Regions from separate parts of the Mus musculus genome. Here region 1 is linked to region 2. Evidence: chromatin contacts called from public Hi-C data. All regions are on one chromosome and are shown on one strand. Each heading gives the region's core, a stretch centred on a gene start, on an enhancer-like site or on the middle of the called end of the contact. The rest is flanking DNA. Distances are from core to core; before and after follow the strand shown. Region 1 overlaps Ebf1 (early B cell factor 1). Region 2 overlaps Ebf1 (early B cell factor 1).

Region 1 (3,651 bases), core at 165-2,664, 97 kb after region 2:
GTATATTCTCTGTCTTTCACATAAATATAAACCAGCAGATTGGATGCCTTAACAATGCAAATCATATCCATTTCACCTGTACATTGTACTGTGCACCCCCCCCAACTGTCAGCCATCACTAACATTCTAAGAAAAAAAAAAAAGAAAAAGAAGAAAAAAAAAGAGAGAAATCGAAAAGCACAAAAGAACTGTTTTGTTACTTTAAGACAATGTTACTTTTTCTAGTAGAGCAAGAGAACATTAACAAAGCTGCGACTGTGCATGCCCGGATGGATTTCAACGGTTTTCACTAGACTGTCAGAGTGCGGATTTTTATGGGTTGGGGAGGGGAGGGGAGGGAAGTTGGGGGGGTTGGTAGGGGAGGGGAGGGAGGAAAGCTGATTTTTCATGGTGAGAAATAATAATAATGACAACTGATGATAATAATAATAATAATAAAAATAAAAAGAAACTGGAAAAAAATATAAGCAAGGTTTAGCATTGCTTCTCCGTACTCAGAAAGGTTGTCTGAATTCGTGTGGTAAGCGCTGGCCTCAAGATGTCTAACGTCTAAAGCCATATTTTGTCTGGTGAGCCAGACAACTGTCTGCAAAGGAACGAGCAGCAAGCCGGTGAGGTGTCCGGCTCAGACCCTGACAAAAGACGCCACCAATCTGTTAGCCACGTGCTGTGACGTGATGAGAACTTTACTGGAAAGCCCAAAGAGCCTTTAAAAAGAAAATGTGTATCAATTGTGTTTTGTTACTTCTGTTTGATTAGCCGATGGAGAAGTAGTTTGGTTTTAGGAACCACTTTCTTCTACACAAAATCTTGTTTTTAAGTCCCTTTAAGATATAGCCCCCTAAATACAGAATATGGCTTTTAAAAAGAAGATGGAGTAGAGAATTCAATTCAGATTTCCGTTTTGGGGGAAGAGCCCTGCCTCTGGATGACTGGATATGTCCACGCCATGCCCGGCCTCACAATGTAGGATGCAGCTCCATGAACTCATTCTGCAAATCTTTCACCTTCTTTTCAAACGTTTTCAATAGACACACACTGTACAATCCAATTGTTAGAGCACTCAACTACTGTAGAGATTGTTATATTTCATTCTTTTTTATTTCTTTCTTTCTTTTCTTTTCTTCTCCTTTTTTTTTTTCAAAAATTCAAACTGTAAAAAACTTTTCAACGTTCACGATATTTAATTAAAGTTACTTCCTGTCTGTGATAGCAGCTCCTAGTGGCGTGTTCATTTCTCTATGGCAGAAGAGAAGAGCAACACTCAATGGACTGCAAAAGGCCCGGGTTTGCTATTATTCGGGCCAGTGTTAACACCCAGAGAGAATTAGCCTAGGCCTGGGGCACCCACTTCCTTTCTTTGTAGGTCCCACCGGGATCTGCTAATTTGGAATGCAAATTGAACACGCACAGCGTACTGCTGCCCTCTGCTGGCATGAGCCAGGTGTGCACGTGCTGGCCCACATTGGTGGCAAGAGCCCCCAGTCCTATTGTCAGTGAACAGTGAGATTCCCCCCATGATAGGGGCTGAATTGGGAATCCAGGAACTGGTCATTCTAGAACACCATCCTCTGCCCTGGAAGGCTGAGCTAAACTCTTCCTATGCAACTGCTAATTAATCCCAGTGTGCCTCCTGGTCAATTAATTATGTGCCCTGGCTTGCTGATGAGACGTGTGACTAGAGAACATATATATATATATATATATATATATATATATATATATATATATATATATATATGTATATATATATATGTATATATATATATATATAAACTTTGTGTGGATAATAGTTTTTTTTTTCTTTTTCCTGGTTGACAAAACCACATCTGTCTGGAATTGAAAGTTACAGGCACTCAGTCGTTGTGCAAACTTCATAGGTCCACAGAAGATATACACACATCTGGGACCGGGTCATTTAAGGATACATCTTTCCATTGTACGTTCCATGTCTTCACTAATTTTGCAATGACTGGACACGATGAGGTTAATGGCGCTTACAAAATGCCTCGACCAACAGAAACTCCATGGCCAGACCTAAGAGGGTGTCCCATAACCACCAGCACATTCATTTGTGGGAGGCACTGCTATGGCACTACCCTGAAATACAGCCCAAGGTAAGGTCATGAAAGGCCACCCCATGTAAGCCAGAACATACAGAAGCTGCTGTCCTGTCTCCATGGAGACTCCTACCTGATCAGCTTGGCCATCCCCTATTTTTTCAATTCTGTATCAGTTGCAGAGGAGAAACACTGAGCAAAAGGTTCAGGATGACTTCAGGATGCATGTGGTGCCAGACAAGACAACCCGCTTCCACGTCATCCATGTCTATGATGCTTAAACTGCAAGAGGCAGACATATGCCAGAGCTCCACAGAATAAAAACAGATAACCACACTCTGAATTGGCTTAGAACTCCGTAAGGCCTACCTCTTGACAGCATTCATTCATTCATTCATTCATTCACTCATTCATTCATTTGTTCCCTTAAACCTCAAGCATTTGGCATGCCTATGACCCTTGATGAGGAGTAGTGGACCCATTCGTAAGAACACTGGCATTGTTCCCACTCTTGGCGCTTACAATAGAAAAATTGACATAAACCCACAACACACATAACATCTAACGAGGGTATTGAGGTCCGAGTCAAGAATGCTTTGAAGGTATAACATCGTGAGGTCTGACATAATCTAAGGACTTTCTGGAAAAGTCTTCTAGAGAAAGTAGTAGTTGAGCTGAGGCAGAAAGAGTGAGCAGCCGAGGCAGAATGGCTGACAGTGTGATGACTGAACTTGAAGTAAGATGAAGGGCACCCAAGAGCAGAGAGACTGTGTGAGTGGAGTGCACAGATGCCCACAGTGACTTTGTGGGGCACAACGACTCCAATTCACAGCATATTCTGGGCACCTAGCATGGGTTTGGTGTGTTAGATGCTAAGGAGCCAATCAGCTGAGGTGCCTTCACGCAGAGCCTCTGACAAACTCACAAACTCACGGTCCCTGAATGTTCACAAAGGCGGTGGTGTATTTAAATCTGGCAAAATTCCTTGGGGTTAAGCTGACAGGCAGAGAGAAGGAGAGACAGAGAGACACACATAGATAGACAGAGAGAGACAGAAAGAATTTATCCATGAGAGAGAAAAGGAGGGAGGGATGGGAGAAGGGAGGGAGTGAAGGGGAGGCAGGGGCTGGATACAGCCACCAGCAATCACATGCTGCATCTGAAGTGAACATATGGCCAGAGTTGCTCCAGACAATTTGCCCTCACCAGAATGTATGGTCTTCACATCCTTTGGTCACTTTAGGACTTGGTAGATTTCTTTTCTCCAGCATTTGGAGTTGATGATGTTTCACTTTATAAATGTTGAAATCCAATTTAGAAGCAATGATTCAAAACCATAAGTGTTAGTGGCTTGAGAGATGGCTTAGTACTTACGAGTACTGGCTGCTCTTGTAGAGGACCCAGATTAAGTTCCTAGCACTTACATGATGGATCATAATCGTATTTAACACGGATTCAGTTCCCTCTTCTGGCCTCCTCTTGCACTGCACATAAGCATATGGGGTGTCCATATATACATGCAAGTGATACTCATAAACCATATATATATCTACATTCTTGTCCCTTTAAAGTGTCATTTTGGGATTTCTGG
Region 2 (4,149 bases), core at 253-2,752:
CTGCCACTGCCAAGTGGGTACCTGAGTCCTGCTTCACATTGCTCAGGCAAGGTGGCCTACAGGAAGACAGCATCAGGGCATCTGCTGGTTCTTTGCTCTTCTCCTTTGAAGTATCCTTGGGAGCTATGTCTTAAGTTAGGAGTTCTGTCTTGGTAAAAACTCATATTGCACTCTCTAGGAGAACTTAGCAGATATCCTTGTAGAATTAACAAGTTCACATAGCCAGATAGTGCAAGGCATCAGATCTGATCCATACAGTGTAATCTTTAAGGAGTAGATGTTCTGTTACCAAGAACAAATGCAATCTAGGTGAGGGAACAATCAAAGAGAGTGGACATGCAAGGGGAAAAGGTACAGAATAAGCCAAAGCAGAGAGTCGTAGTGAGAGCCAGGGTAGAGGTGATGATGACAGATAATCATAAAATTTAAACAAAAGATAATGAAGCAAACATGAAATCATGTGGCCATCTTTTGGTTTTGATGGGGCAAAATAACTCATCAGTCAAGTTCAAAGCCATTTTGTCAGGGCTTGGTTTGGATAGGATCAGAGCTCAATAGTGTAAGATCTATGAAAAGAGCTCTAGGAAAATGCACTTTAAGTAGCTGGCATTCTTTGAGCCCCTACTTCCAGCCAGGCAGCATGTCAGGTGTTTGTGATGGCTGTCATGCAAGCCTGGGGATGGCTGTTCTCTTTCAGGGACAGGAGCTGGAGCTTAGGGAACAGCTAGTAAGTTGGCCTGCTACTAAGTTTTTCAGTGCTAAGGAAGGGAATTCTCAGGTTCACACAGAAACTCTCAGGTTTACTTGTGGAGGTCAACCTCACAACGATTTTTGCTTTAACCTGGACCATGGTCCTCATCTGAAGATCTTATCTTCCAAGAGTTGTGTCCCCCCCACCCCTTGCCAGCACTGCTTTGTGTTGAGGGTGTCCCTATCAGTACTGTAACCTTTGCCAGTCTTATAGAAGTGACATGTACACTCAAAGATGTAAGAGGGAGATTCTTTGCTTTCTAGATGTGTGTGCTCTGTTTGGAGTCATTAACTTCTATGGAGAATTTATCCTTTTCAAAGCAAAGACCCATGCTGTAGCCAAGGAGTAAGACAACTAACCAGCTTTGGCTTCTTCCCTTGAAATGGGTCCCTGCTTATCCAATGTCTTAATTCCTAACCATATGATTGATGGGCATGCTATCCGTAAAATCCAGTTCATATCATCTGAAGTAGATTTTTTAAAAAATCTTTTTCTCCATTTCCCTGGCTCAATAGCCTGGATGGAGAACCGAGGCAGGTGAGCCAGGACAAGCAGATAGTGATGTAGATTAGCAGTTGATGCTATTATGCACAGTCTTTTTTTAGCTGAAGAATTTAAAAAAAAAGAAGGAAGGAAAGAAAGAAAGAGGCAGAGAAAATAGGACCAGAGTAATTTACCCTCACAGTACTCTCCCCCCCAACCACATCATCTTTTGCAAATGAGTAGTTTAGCTTGGCTCCCTGCTGTCCCTTGAGGGTTGGGAGAGAGAGAGAGAGAGAGAGAGAGAGAGGTGGCACTCTGTGGGTGCCTCCCGTGTGCCACACAGGACTCTCCTGATTACATTTTCCATCCTTTTGTTCTTTTCTTTTTTATTGTTTCTTGCCCTTTTCCCTGTCCTCCCTTTCACGCGATTATTTTACTGGTATTCTTAAGATCTTCTTCCCTACTCCCAATTACTTAGAAGAAAATGCATTGTAGTGTTTTATGTCTAAATTGAGGAAAACCACCAGGGTTGATGAGAGCTAATGTTGAATATGGGGGTGAGTCTTTTTTTTTAACTTGACCAGAAATGGGCTTGATGCTTTTACTTTACCACTCACAGGGCTGTGGAGCAGGGAGGGGCCTGTGCTACTGTTCTCTACAGATCACCATCTTTTCAGTATCTCTTCTGAATTCCTTCAATTCTGAAACAATGAGTAGCAGTTGGCTTGCCTGCCGGTTGTCTTAACACTGGGAGAGGTACCACAGGCAATTAAAGTCAGGCTTTGTGGGATCTGGTGTTTTACTTGGAAAGACAACTTGCTCCCATGAAACAAATTAGAGAGTTGCATAACATTTATATAATCTAGTATTAAATTTGTGGCTTACAATTCATGGCAAGGTTCTAGAAGACAGAGGGGACAGAGGCATAAGAAGGAGATGGTTCGAAAACTAATCAAGTCCCAGTTATATTTGGATGGTTCTGTGGTGGATATTTTAGGCTGTCACGATCCTTTTATTCAATCACAGAAATAACAAGGAGGAGGCACTCTAAGGTACTTAATTGGCCTATTTTGTTTGTTTGTTTTGTTTTGAGTGTAACCTTAGGATTGGTGGGCAGTGGTGAGGGTGGGGGTTGGGAGTTGGGGTGGGGCATACTATATTCCAAGCAATAGTGTAGATTTATAGGGGTTAATCTTGGGCAAAAAGAGTCAAAACTGGGCAGTAACTCTTGTCTTATTGCTTAGAAAACAGGGATTTATTCAGTGTTGGTGACTGGGCTTCAGTTTCCCCATTGGGAAAGGAAGATTCTACACTGCATCTTTTTAAAAGCCAGTTGTAGCACGATTCCTTTTCTCTTGAGCATTCTCCCCAGAACAACGCCACTAGAGCCAAAAGTGGACAGAGTCACAGGCAGGAGAAACTTTTCTCTTCTCTTCTCTTCTCTTCTCTTCTCTTCTCTTCTCTTCTCTTCTCTTCTCTTCTCTTCTCTTCTCTTCTCTTCTCTTCTCTTCTCTTCTCTTCTCTTCTCTCCTCTCCTCTCCTCTCCTCTCCTCTCCTCTCCTCTCCTCTCCTCTTCTCTTCTTTTCTTTTCTTCCCTTCCAACCACACCCAGCAGTACACATACGCCATGCCCATTTGCAAACTAATTCTTAGAACATCATAGAAACAGTTTAATTAGCTCCAACATTGAATCTTCCTATTGATGCATATCCAGTTAGTTCCTTCTCTCTCTCTCTCTCTCTCTCTCTCTCTCTCTCTCTCTCTCTCTCTCTCTCCTCAGTCTCTAGTATTTGCACCAAACAAGAAGTATATACCAAGGTATCTTCCAAAATCTTCCAGGTAGCTACCTGGAATGCCAGCTTCTACAGATATTAATAGATGCCCCATGCCAGATGAGAGAATGAAACTCTTTTGACCCCATTAACATTAGTCAATATTAAGTGAAGCATTCAACTTATCCGTGGATAACTGTTGAGACCCCATCAAACCCGGAGTCCTTAGTATGTCAACAGGTCTCAAGCTTCTGTAACTACAGAGCCATTCTCCTTAGTGATCACCTTACAGGAGAGATATTATCTATGGGTGACATGCATTTTGATTTTATGATAATGAAGTCAAGTTAGGAAATTCAATGGTGAGAGTGATGAGGGATGGAGAGACGTGAGAAAAATCGCCTGAAATATTTGCAGAGTATTATCCAGATTAGACCTGGAATGCTCTGGGCCATAGTTCTTTAATGCTACAAGGCTTTGAACAGACTTTCTCTCATACGCTGCATCTGGTTTTAGTCAGTGTGCACTTGGTGTTAGACGCCATGTGATTTTGTAGGACAGCTCTACTTAAAGATTGGTGATACCCTCGGCTCAGAATGGAGAAGCCAACACTCCAGAGCTATATGAACCAATTAGCCTCACACATGGGGTACATGCTCTTCTCGTCAGCCAGAGCAAGGGTATTGTTTGAACCTAGTCCCTGGAGATGAAGTCAGAGGAGGCTGCCAGTGGGGAGAGGGGGACTTTGGGTGGATGGAGTTAGGTAAATGTCAGTTTGCAGGGTCTGGGAAGCAATTCTGCAACTTGAAACCCCAACCTGGAAATGGAGGGTTTAATAGCACTGTAATGCTTTTTATCTGTCCGCACTGTCTGCTCTCCTCTACATGCAAAGCAGAGAGGAATGGCTATCATGAAAACAGAGTTTGCTTCCTGATGACGGATATTCAGGAACGGATGGCAATGACACATGTATATAATCTGCTGCAAGTTTCCCAGGACACTTTGTCCAGCCTTGAATTTTACTGGACTTCATGGAGAGTTACAAAGCCTTCAGGAATGTGTCTCAGGCACAAAGTACAGCCTTCTTACTTTGAGAGGAAGAGAAGTCTCCAGAGTAGAAATAGGACTTGTCTCGGGAGCGTG

What was found. A called contact is a pair of places that touch in the nucleus more often than the background predicts.
Region 1: a Hi-C map of the C2C12 cell line shows a contact between it and region 2, with 3 times the contacts expected there. The contact joins two enhancer-like sites. A contact is called at or near these places in 2 of 39 promoter capture datasets (the 3T3-L1 cell line and the C10 cell line), 2 of 15 datasets of contacts at CTCF or cohesin (large pre-B cells and pro-B cells), 15 of 484 Hi-C or Micro-C datasets (the C10 cell line, the C2C12 cell line, DN3 thymocytes and 7 more), 1 of 115 datasets of contacts at active chromatin or transcription factors (heart atrium) and 3 of 9 other capture datasets (adipose tissue, liver and pancreatic islet).

What each region holds. Positions count from the first base shown.
Region 1 is chr11:45,006,882-45,010,532 of GRCm38.p6, forward strand. It overlaps Ebf1 (early B cell factor 1), which reads left to right. Exons shown (of 16, transcript NM_007897.3): 16 at 1-1,215. Among named protein-coding and RNA genes, the nearest start is that of Gm51859, 80 kb to the right of the region's middle. Within about 2 kb of position 1,415, at least 28 of the 459 cell types and tissues checked have an H3K27ac peak or open chromatin away from gene starts, as enhancers often do. A contact at or near this core is called in the C2C12 cell line, adipose tissue and pre-B cells, where this site is marked.
Region 2 is chr11:44,909,994-44,914,142 of GRCm38.p6, forward strand. All of the region lies in intron 9 of Ebf1 (early B cell factor 1), which reads left to right. Among named protein-coding and RNA genes, the nearest start is that of Gm51859, 180 kb to the right of the region's middle. Within about 2 kb of position 1,503, at least 11 of the 459 cell types and tissues checked have an H3K27ac peak or open chromatin away from gene starts, as enhancers often do. A contact at or near this core is called in the C2C12 cell line, adipose tissue and pre-B cells, where this site is marked.